Linked DNA regions of Mus musculus: region 1 is linked to region 2. The links are chromatin contacts, called in public HiChIP or PLAC-seq maps. All regions are on one chromosome and are shown on one strand. Each heading gives the region's core, a stretch centred on a gene start, on an enhancer-like site or on the middle of the called end of the contact. The rest is flanking DNA. Distances are from core to core; before and after follow the strand shown. Region 1 holds the start of Entpd5 (ectonucleoside triphosphate diphosphohydrolase 5). Region 2 overlaps Zfp410 (zinc finger protein 410).

Region 1 (4,715 bases), core at 1,819-4,318, 72 kb before region 2:
AGTCAGTTATCTTAACTGCTGAGCCATCTCTCCAGCCCTCAAATAGGTTTTTAATGTATCAGTTGTTTTTTCAGATTTTTAAAAAGTTATGTGCTATATCTGAGTATGGCCACATGTATGTGGGTATGTGGGTGCCTTTGGTGGCCAAGAAACATCACACCTCCCTGGAGCTGGAATTACAGGTTTCCCTGTGTGGGTGCTGGGAATGAAACTCAGGTCCTCTGGAGAGCAGTGCACACTTTTTTTTTTTCTGAGACAGGGCCTCTGTGTAGCCCTGGCTGACCTGGAACTCACTCTGTAGATCAGGCTGGCCTCGAACTCAGAACTCAGAAATCCACCTGCCTCTGCCTCCTGAGTGCTGGGATTAAAGGCGTGGGCCACCACCGCCAGCCCAATACACACTCTTTACTGCTAAGCCATCACTCTCTGTTTTGGAGTTGCTTTCATATCAGTTAATGTGAATAACACAACAGAAAGAAAGGAAAGACAATGACAGCAAAGCCATTCTGAAATAACAACATGCTTCAAACAGGGCTAAGGGTTAACTCTGCCGGGAACAAACAAAACAAAAAACCTTACAAAAATATAACCATGCCGAGCGTGGTGGTACATGCCTTTAATCCTAGCACTTGGGAGGCAGAGGCAGGTGGATTTCTGTGTTTGAGGCCAGCCTGGTCTACAGAGTGAGTTCCAGGACAGCCAGGGCTACACAGAGAAACCCTGTCTCGAAAAATAAAAAAAAAAAAAAATATATATATATATATATATATATAAAACCATGTCACATAAACACAGAGGGAAGTTGTGATGTTCAGTTTTCTACCTACCTACCATATTATCTTTCTCTTGATCCTGCTTCTTCAAGTAGCTTAATACAGACATAATGTCTTTTTCCATGTTATATTGCTGTTTCTTTAAGTCTTCATTATTTTTTGCCAGTCTTCGGGAAGTATCACGATATTCAATCCTAGAGAGTTCTGTGACTTCCAATCTGGCCTCCCAAAGAGAGGCATTGGCTTTGGCTCTTTCAATTGCAGGTTCATCTGATTTGATTATTTTCCTGCAGAAGAAGATATTGACAACATGTAATTTATTAGTATCATTTCTATTTTGTTTGGCTTGCCTGACACATAAAAGCATATATTGTTGGACTAATGCATTAATACATTAATAATATATATATATATTAGTATTCATATAAGAGACTTAAATTGGTGCTTCTTCCTCAAGAGGAGAACTTTGGAGTATGACTATTAATTATTTTTGAAGTATGACTTAAAGGATGAGAAAAACAAAGAGGAAATAAGAGGCCAAATGTATTTCATAAAGCTCTCTAGCTTCTCATGTACTCCATTCTCCATATTCTTGTTTCCTGCTCTTTGCTGTGCTGAGTATCAGACCCAGGCTCGAGCATGCTAGGCAAGTGCTCTGCAATCCTTTCTCCTCTTTCACTCAGTTGTGAGCCTGGGTCTCATGTTCTACACGAAGACACAATTGTTGTATATCTGTCCTCTCCACAGCCTTTGTTGCTATTGTTTTGTTTTGCTTAGTTCTTAGACAAAGGATCAGGTTACTTGGGGCAGGTATGTTAAGTACTTCATTTGTTGGTAAGTACTTCATGTTAAGTACTTCAATTGTTGGTAACACATTATCCCAGGCTTTAAGGATGCCTGAAAAACACACACCATAGTCATTGATGCAGAGATGGGGGAAAAAAAAAGTAAGACCTTGGGAATGTAGACATGTAGAAGCAGAATGTACAGTAAGCATACATCAGGTAGAAGTAGAATGTATAATAAGCATACATTAGGAAGAAGAAGACTGAATGGTATGCATACATCAGGTAAAGTTAGAGTGCATGGTATGCATGTATCAGGTAGAAGTAGAAGTAGAATGCATGGTAAGTATACATCAAGGCCCTAGGATGGATTCAAAAGGTAAAGTCCTTTGAAATAAAGATTGCACCAGCATTAACAAAACACTGTGGTACAGAGCTGGAGAGATAGCTCAGAGATTAAGAGCACTGACTGTTCTTCCAGAGGTTCTGAGTTCAACTCCCAGCAACCACATGGTGGCTCACAACCATCTGTAATGGGATCTTCTGGAGTGTGCCTAAAGACAGCATACAGTGTATGCATATAAATAAAAATAAACAAATCTTTTTTAAAAAGAAAGTTACTCTCTTAAGTTACTTTGCTGGAGATGGTACCTAGGACCCTGCACAAGAAGCACTCTATCACTGAACTACACTCAGACTTGTTTTTAAAGACGAGGTCTCCATATGTAGCAGTGGCTGTGATCTCCCTGCCTCAGCCTCCAGAGCAATGCGACCAGAGGTGTGTGTTACTTAACTTGTCTCCAGAGAATTCACATTACAGTCACAAGCTTAAGCGATCCCTTTGCATTTCTCATCTACGGCGTTGAACTCCTTGTGTGACTCCAAAGTCCTGAGGAACCATCCTGTAGCCCAGTCATTCTATTGACATTCTAGCAACAATTCCTAGGGACCATCCATGGGGTTAGCGCTATAGCTGTTCACTCTGTGTCTCTGTGTGTGGTGTTTGTGTGTGTACTGATCCGTCCAGTTAAATCATTTCGCGTGCTCCCTTTGATCCCAAGAGGATTCCTGAATGACCCAAGGAACAACTTTAACCACTCAGACAAGAGCTAGAATAGAAAAGAATGTGTTTATATCAGTCTCACAATGGAGAGCTCTCAGATCTTAGGGCCAATCAAGAATGAACAGGAGCTGTCCACAAAAGCCTGACAGAGGCATCCAGTTAGCGCCGCAAAATGACAAGGGTAGGCAGGGGGAACGGGGAGCCTCTGCGCTGCTCTTACTTTGGTTCTTTGCCTTTGTTTTTGCCTTTCCTCTTGTCTTTCCTCTTGTCTTTCCTCTTGTCCTTCGCCGGCATCTTGACTTCTGCGGGAGTCTCACCGTGCTGGTGTCCTGGTGGCCGCCACCTGGGCCGACTCCGTCTCTAAGGAAACCACCACGCCGAAGGGCTAACGTCCTCCGCGCCGTTGAGGGCACGCGGAGGGCGCACGCGCGTGACGTGACCGCGGCGAGGGGCGGGGCGGAGATCGCTCCGAGGCGGCGGGCGTCCGCGCCAGGGCGGCGCGCGCGGTGAGTGTGCACGAGCCTCGGCGGCGCTCCCGGGGTTGGAGCCGGGCGGGAGGCCGGGAGCTCGGCAGGGGCGGGTGTCGGGCGCGGGGCTGCGGCGTCTTAGCCTCCCACGACTTGTCTCGCGCCCCCTGAGGCTCCATGGCCGGCGGCTCTCCGACCGCCCCGCGCGCATCGGAGCGGCGCCAGTGAGGCTTGAAGCGCTTCCAGTCGGGCGGGCGGATCTTCCAAGCCTCTGGCGCGGCCACCGTGGCGGTCCTGCCCGCATCCCTGCTTCTGTCTCGGTGGCGGCGCCCTCGCTGCCCGCCTCATGCTTACCTCCCCTCCATCCTCGCTTCTGTCTCGCGGGCTCCCTGGAGGACAGTGCACCCGGGGACATCCCAGGCCAAACGCTTTCAGGGAGGCAGTTGACTTTTCCGAGGGCGGTGGCTTGAGTGAGGCTGTCAGCCTCCGAGGGTCCGCGGGCTCCGGTGCTCAGACTCTGGCTCCCCTGCCTGGAGCGGTGTGGCGGGGGGGGGGGGGGGGGATCGTTGGTCCCCGGATCTAGGTGGCAGGTGCTTGGCTCCAGCCGACCGCCAGGTTCCTGTTAGTTAACATCGCCCACATCCTCTAGTGCCTGAAGTCCCATTGCTGCAAGTTGCATAAAGTTGCAAGCACTTGCCTCGCACCCGGGTTCCCGAGGAGTAGTACTCCATCCAGTATTCTAGTTGGTTCAGAAGAGGAACCCTGTGATTATGTCTTCATTCACTGAGCGTGAGTGAGTCATTACGGAAGACAGGTATTGTGGCTGCCTTGTCAATAGGCTTGGGAGTGAAGCGCGGTTCTGCTTTATCACTCCGCTTCAAATTTCATTTAACATTTATTTTGAAACATCATTGTTAGAACTCCTCCTCCCCTCTCTCTAGGGAGACCTTAGTTACTAAGCCCCTAACTGTAAGGTGACATCTTTGACCTCTAAATCTCTCTTTTCCCACCTCATCCCCCCCCCAGAGGGCGTGGTTTGTGTGGTTTGTAAATTTTGCGGTTAGAGTAAGCAAGTAGATTTGATGAGAGACCTTGGAAACCGTTTGAACCTTCTGCTAGCACGGCTATGGCCTATTTTGACTATATTTCTGGTGACATGCCATGAACTTATGAGTAGAATCACCTCTACATCATGTACCTTCCCTTAGATAATGTACATTACCTCTGAGAAGCAATCTATAAAGCACCTATTGCTAACTAGCAGAAAGGGAGTAGGGGCATTTTCTGTCATAGGTATGTATATTTAGACTTTTTATTTATTTGTTTGTTTGTTTGTTTTACAAAAATTGGTTGTAAATAAAAGCCAGTCCCACATTTACCATTTGAATATACTTCTACAGATTATCTCAGACATAAAATTTTGACTTAAAATAAAAGTGTCTTTGTTTATTTTTTTCACCGTTATTTTTATTTTATATATATGGACGTTCTGCCTGCAAATCTATGTGCTAGGTGTATGCAGTGCCTCTGGAGGCCAGAAGAGGTCGTTGGAACTTGAATTAGAGATGGTTGTGAGCTGACATGTGGATGCTGAGAATCAAACCTGGGACCTCTGGACTAGCATCCA
Region 2 (5,003 bases), core at 1,568-4,067:
ACCCCACGTTCTCGCATGGTTTCCACTGTTAGTGGATCTAGAAAATATTACAAAAGGAGGTTGGGAAGTAAAAGCTTTGATATAAAAATGACCAATTCCAATGTAACAATTTAAAATAATAGTTTTCAGACTGTTACCTGGATTACAACAGTGTATGAACTACAGCACACACTGCACAGGCAGGCAGACCAGAGACCGAGAGCCAGCCCCTGAGGTCGACAATACTGCTATTCTCAGTACTATGCGTCAAGAACCTGAGCTAATTAATCCTGGCTTCAAAATTCATACTCAATGTCCCTTCCTCCCTGGAATTTGCTTCTTCAAGGCCAGCAAAGTTCTCAGCAATTTATTTTGTCATCAGGCTTGCACTAGTACTGCTCAGCAAACAGGCAGACCTGGGTAGCACATTTTAGGCCTTGTAAGCTCCACACAGAAGTTACAAAAACATGGTCACTTTTACCTCATATTGTGAAGGACAGGAATGACTAAAACATGATCTTACACCTAGTAGACATTCCCCAGTGGGGTCCTGGAAGGTCTGTAGCTCGGTCTGCTCTCCTCGACTGCACTGAGCAATGGATGTTTGCTACTGTAAACTCTCTGTTTACTAAATGGTGTCTCACACACTTTACCAAGTTCTCACTTCTCAACTAGAGCTGATGGTCCCTGCCTTCTACTTTTGTCTTTCCCATGGTGCCAGGCACACAGTAGGCACTGAATAAATGCATGCTGACCTCACCTGGTAAGATTTTCAGAGAAGAGGGCCTGGCCTGTGTAAGCTGGGTGAAATTTCTATACCAGAGGAGCAACTGTTTCCTAGAGAGCCCTTTCTGTTCTCCAGAAGACATGGCTTTTGAAGGTATGGAGAAATTGCTTTGTATCTCCTCTGTAAAACCTGGTTATGCTCTGTTTAAATGTTTTAAAAGTTAAGCTCTTCCATAACTGCAACAGGAAAGACAGACACAGTTGGGCTAGGATGCTAAGGATTACAGATAATTTTATCTTTTAATTTTTATTTCTGTGTTAATATCATATTAAATCATTAAAAATGAAAAGGATTCATTTATCCACCCCAGAGAGTAAGTATAAATACTATTCAATCAGCATCGTACAAGAGATAATACTAAAACCTCCATTTTGGAGACACTCTATCCCTTAGTGTCTAGTTACAATTCGTTTCCCCCAAATAAAGGAGAATTAAATGTCTTACCATCATCAACTCCAAGGATAGAATTGGTATTTGATAGATTCAAGGACTCTCCACCAAGGCTGGACTGGGAATTCATAGACACCAGGTTTTTATTGGGAACTGAAGCGTCTTCAAGCAAACTACTGCCCATTAGTGGCTCGGCTGCACAGAGAACAGGACGTGAGAGACATACAGCAGTCACTGGGCCTGGTCCTCACCTCCCTTCACCAGGAAGCTGGCCCCCTCTTTCAGAACTGTAAGTGTTTTGTCTCAGATGCTACCTCCTATTTTACTCACTTTCAGATAAGAATAAACCTAGAGGAAAGAGCTGGTTCTTAGGGACGGCTATCTGTGCATGCGACCATCATCTGAAGATTAGCTTAGAATAAAGATGAAATGATATTTAAGACATGGGAAAGGAAAAGGAGTTTCATCAATTTTAAAGTAGGAAAAGGGCTGTCAAAACTCTTAAATAAAAGATTTTAAATCTTTTAAGTCCATATTCCTTAAAAACTGAATTGTGGGCCAGCACTAGTTGACCTCAAACTCATTAGGGGAATGTTCACTCACTTACTAGTTTTGTTTTCTGAGACAGGGTCCCATGTACTTTTACTGTAGCTGAGGCTGGCCTTGACCCCTGGTCTCCAACTTCTACTTCTCATGTGCTGGGATTTAAGGCATGTGCCAATACACCTGGCTTCTGTTTCCTAAGATGAGGGTCTTACTACGTTGCTCACTTCAGCCTTCCAAGTAGATTTACAGGCATACATCATCAGAGAAACTGTTTAAAGCCCTTAGTTGAATTTTTAATACTAAGTGTTCTGGGATTTACAACTCAGCTCATTTATCAAGTTCCTTTGTTTTAAGGGGAGGAACATGAGCAATGAGAAGATATGTTTTAAAAGTTTGCAGATGTTTGTGCTGTGCAGCTGTTACAAACTATAAAGCCATCAAATGAAACCAAGTTTCTCCACCCAAAGCCTAACCAGATTTCCAAAAAGCCAAGGCCAGCCGATGACTTGGCTGTTGAACACAGATGTCCACTCTGACCACCGTCCTCACCGGTTTGATCCTGTTCTTGACTCCCAGTTGTCCCCAGCTGCAAGTGATGCTTTCTCATATGCACATTCCTACTCCCACTCTGAGAGAAGGTCTTCCCACAGACCTGGCACTGATGAGGCTTCTCACCTGCAAAGGGAACCACGTTAAGACTGGGCAGCCCAAAAGGCGGCAGGCAGTTCTGACAGCAAGAAGGTTGCTCTTTGGACAGAGCTTTCCGTACGGGAAAGGCAAGAAAGGTACCCCGGGAGAGCTTCGCACACGCACTCTCTCCTGGCACTTCCTCTTTCTACACCACAGTCCTTCCAAAATAGCCTCTTTAATGTAGTATCATGGCATTACAGAACATATTTACTTCCTTTTCCAACAGACTTCCTTCAACCAACAGAATTCATATCTACCTCAAGGATTCATTACAAACCTAGGTTTATAATATCCCACATCCTATTTCCTGTAAAGACTCAATGTCTTCAACATTCACAAATGATTCTTTTAACAAATATGGTCTGTCCATAAGTCCTCAACAGTTTCCATTCATCTACCAGACACGCATGCTCAGAACAAAGGTCCAAAACTACTTTTCGCAGGCAAAGGCTCACATCTACAGAGCAGGCAGGCATGAAGGAGCGAAATGGAGCACTTCCCCAGGAGAAGGGCAGCTGTTACTTAGTTCTGGCTATTGTTGCTATGTTTTGATGCAAGCCTTGTTCTGCCAGACCGTCTGTTTGAGACAGGGTTTCTCTGTGTAGGCCCAGCTGTCCTGGAACTTGTTTTGTAGACTAGGCTAGCCTCAAACTCAGAGATCTACCTGCCTCTTCCTCAAGTGCTGAGATTAAAGGCACATGTGCCACCACCACTGCCCAGCTAAGATTTTTTTGTTTTGTTTTGTTTTTCAAGACAGGGTTTCTCCGTGTAGCCCTGGCTGTCCTGAACTCACTGTGTAGACCAGGCTGGCCTCAAACTCAGAAATCTGCCTGCCTCTGCCTCCTGTGCTCACTTCAAGGCATGCGCCACCACTGCCTGACAAGATTTTTTTAACGAAGAGCTAGAACAGGAACTTTAGATAAGATTCTCTAACTTGTAAATACTGAGAACCAATTTACAAGTGGTAAAGGCATTACACAACAATTTTGATTTTCATTACTGAGGAGAATGCAACAAAACAAAACAAAACCGGATCTGTGGTGGGGAATCTAACATTACCTAGAAATACTGATACTTCTGTCCACCTCTCAAGATATGCCCCTCAGTTACAATAGGATATAACCTACATATAGACTATTTACTGTAGGACTAATTAAATGGCCTAATGATTAGAAAAATCCAAAAAAGTGTCACATAGAATGATGGAAGAAAGTTATATTCCTATATTCCTTAGGAGACTAAGGGCAGGAAGGTTAAAAAAATGTAGCCAGCCTGGGCTGCCACAGTGAATTCTAGGCACTGTGAGCTACAGACTGAAACCTCCATTCCTACTCTTGTATTTGCAGACATCTCACTCTTTAGACACAGATGTCCTGGAATTCACTATAGCCCAGGTTGGCTTCAAATTCATGGCAATCCTATATTACCCTCTTGAGTGCTAGGCAATAAACTATCTGGCCTGGCCACAGCCATATTTTTAAAACGTCAAAAATAGCTGGATGTGGAGTGGAGGTACATGCCTTTAATCCCAGAACTTGACAGGTAGGTTTTAGTGAATTCATCTCAAAAGAAAAAAACAAAAACAAGGAAGGAAGGAAGGAAGGAAGGAAGGAAGGAGGGAGGGAGGGAGGGAGGGAGGGAGGGAGGGAGGGAGGGAGGGAGAGAGAGAGAGAGAGAGAGAGAGAGAGAGAGAGAGAAAAAAAACAATTCTTTCGAGTTTCTTTTTCTTTTTCAGATTTACTCATATGGAAACGCGTGTGTTTCTGTGTGGGTTTAGGTGCATCACGTCCATGCAGGTGCCAGCAAGGCCCGAGGGTATGAGGTCTCCTAGAACTGGAGTTACCTGATGTGGGCCTCTGAAAGGACAGTAGTACTCTCTTAACTATGTCTAAGTACTAGCTATAAACAACCCCCAAGTAAGTCAAGCAACCAATTTATCTGCACAGCAAGTCACCAAAGCACCGGTCCCTTATTAGGAAAGCTTACAATGAAGACAGGCCATGACAGTGCATGCCAACAGTCCCAGAACTTAGGAAGCTGAGACAGGAGAATCACTCTAAATTCAAGGCCAGCCTGGTCTATGTAGCTTGTTTCAATCCAGGCCTTCTTGAGAAAACAAACAAAACAAAAACCAATCAACCAAACAAAAACCAACAAGCCCATAATAAAAAGCATTTTATTTAACTTGCGTTTACTTGTGTAAATGATCAACTAGCCCTACTTCATGGAGGAGGGTCCAACATATAGAAGAATTCTAATGTGAAGGAATAGAACTAAGGAAAATGACCAATGAACTATTGGGTTGAAAAACAAGGGTAAAGATTAAGAGAGAACCTAAGGTCACGGTTGACACCACCTGAACTCACTGATCAGGTCTGACAACCAAGCCTTGTGTCTGGAAGCTTTGAGGGCTTGGGTCCATCTCTGGCAATACGGGAACACGAGCTATAACACACAAGCAGGGCTGGGAACAAGTCAGTGGTGGTGGAGCTCTTGCCCTACACACGCGAGGCCCTGGGTTCAATCTCCAGCTCTGGGGAGAAAAGACATAAAAGGAAGCTGACAAAACCAGAGGATGGTACTTCTACAGGACCCTCGGACGGACCTCAAT

The links. HiChIP or PLAC-seq counts read pairs in DNA pulled down with a chosen protein or histone mark.
Region 1: a contact with region 2 is called in an H3K4me3 HiChIP or PLAC-seq map of bone marrow-derived macrophages, with 2.1 times the contacts expected there. The contact joins the promoter of Entpd5 here to the enhancer-like site in region 2. A contact is called at or near these places in 7 of 39 promoter capture datasets (3T3-L1-derived adipocytes, the HPC-7 cell line, HPC-7-derived erythroid cells and 4 more), 3 of 15 datasets of contacts at CTCF or cohesin (the NIH/3T3 cell line, large pre-B cells and pro-B cells), 8 of 484 Hi-C or Micro-C datasets (CD8 T cells, the HL-1 cell line, embryonic stem cells and 4 more), 6 of 115 datasets of contacts at active chromatin or transcription factors (the SCID.adh cell line, bone marrow-derived macrophages, embryonic stem cells and 1 more) and 4 of 9 other capture datasets (adipose tissue, embryonic stem cells, liver and 1 more).

Annotation. Positions count from the first base shown.
Region 1 is chr12:84,407,382-84,412,096 of GRCm38.p6, reverse strand. It overlaps Entpd5 (ectonucleoside triphosphate diphosphohydrolase 5), which reads left to right and starts at 3,068. Exons shown (of 16, transcript NM_001026214.2): 1 at 3,068-3,127. Bbof1 (basal body orientation factor 1) reads right to left here and starts at 3,029. Exons shown (of 12, transcript NM_028377.3): 1 at 2,842-3,029; 2 at 832-1,060. The coding sequence starts at 2,915.
Region 2 is chr12:84,334,990-84,339,992 of GRCm38.p6, reverse strand. It overlaps Zfp410 (zinc finger protein 410), which reads right to left. Exons shown (of 12, transcript NM_144833.4): 9 at 2,252-2,377; 10 at 1,211-1,351. Among named protein-coding and RNA genes, the nearest start is that of Zfp410, 21 kb to the right of the region's middle. Within about 2 kb of position 2,817, at least 39 of the 459 cell types and tissues checked have an H3K27ac peak or open chromatin away from gene starts, as enhancers often do. A contact at or near this core is called in the HPC-7 cell line, bone marrow-derived macrophages and pre-B cells, where this site is marked.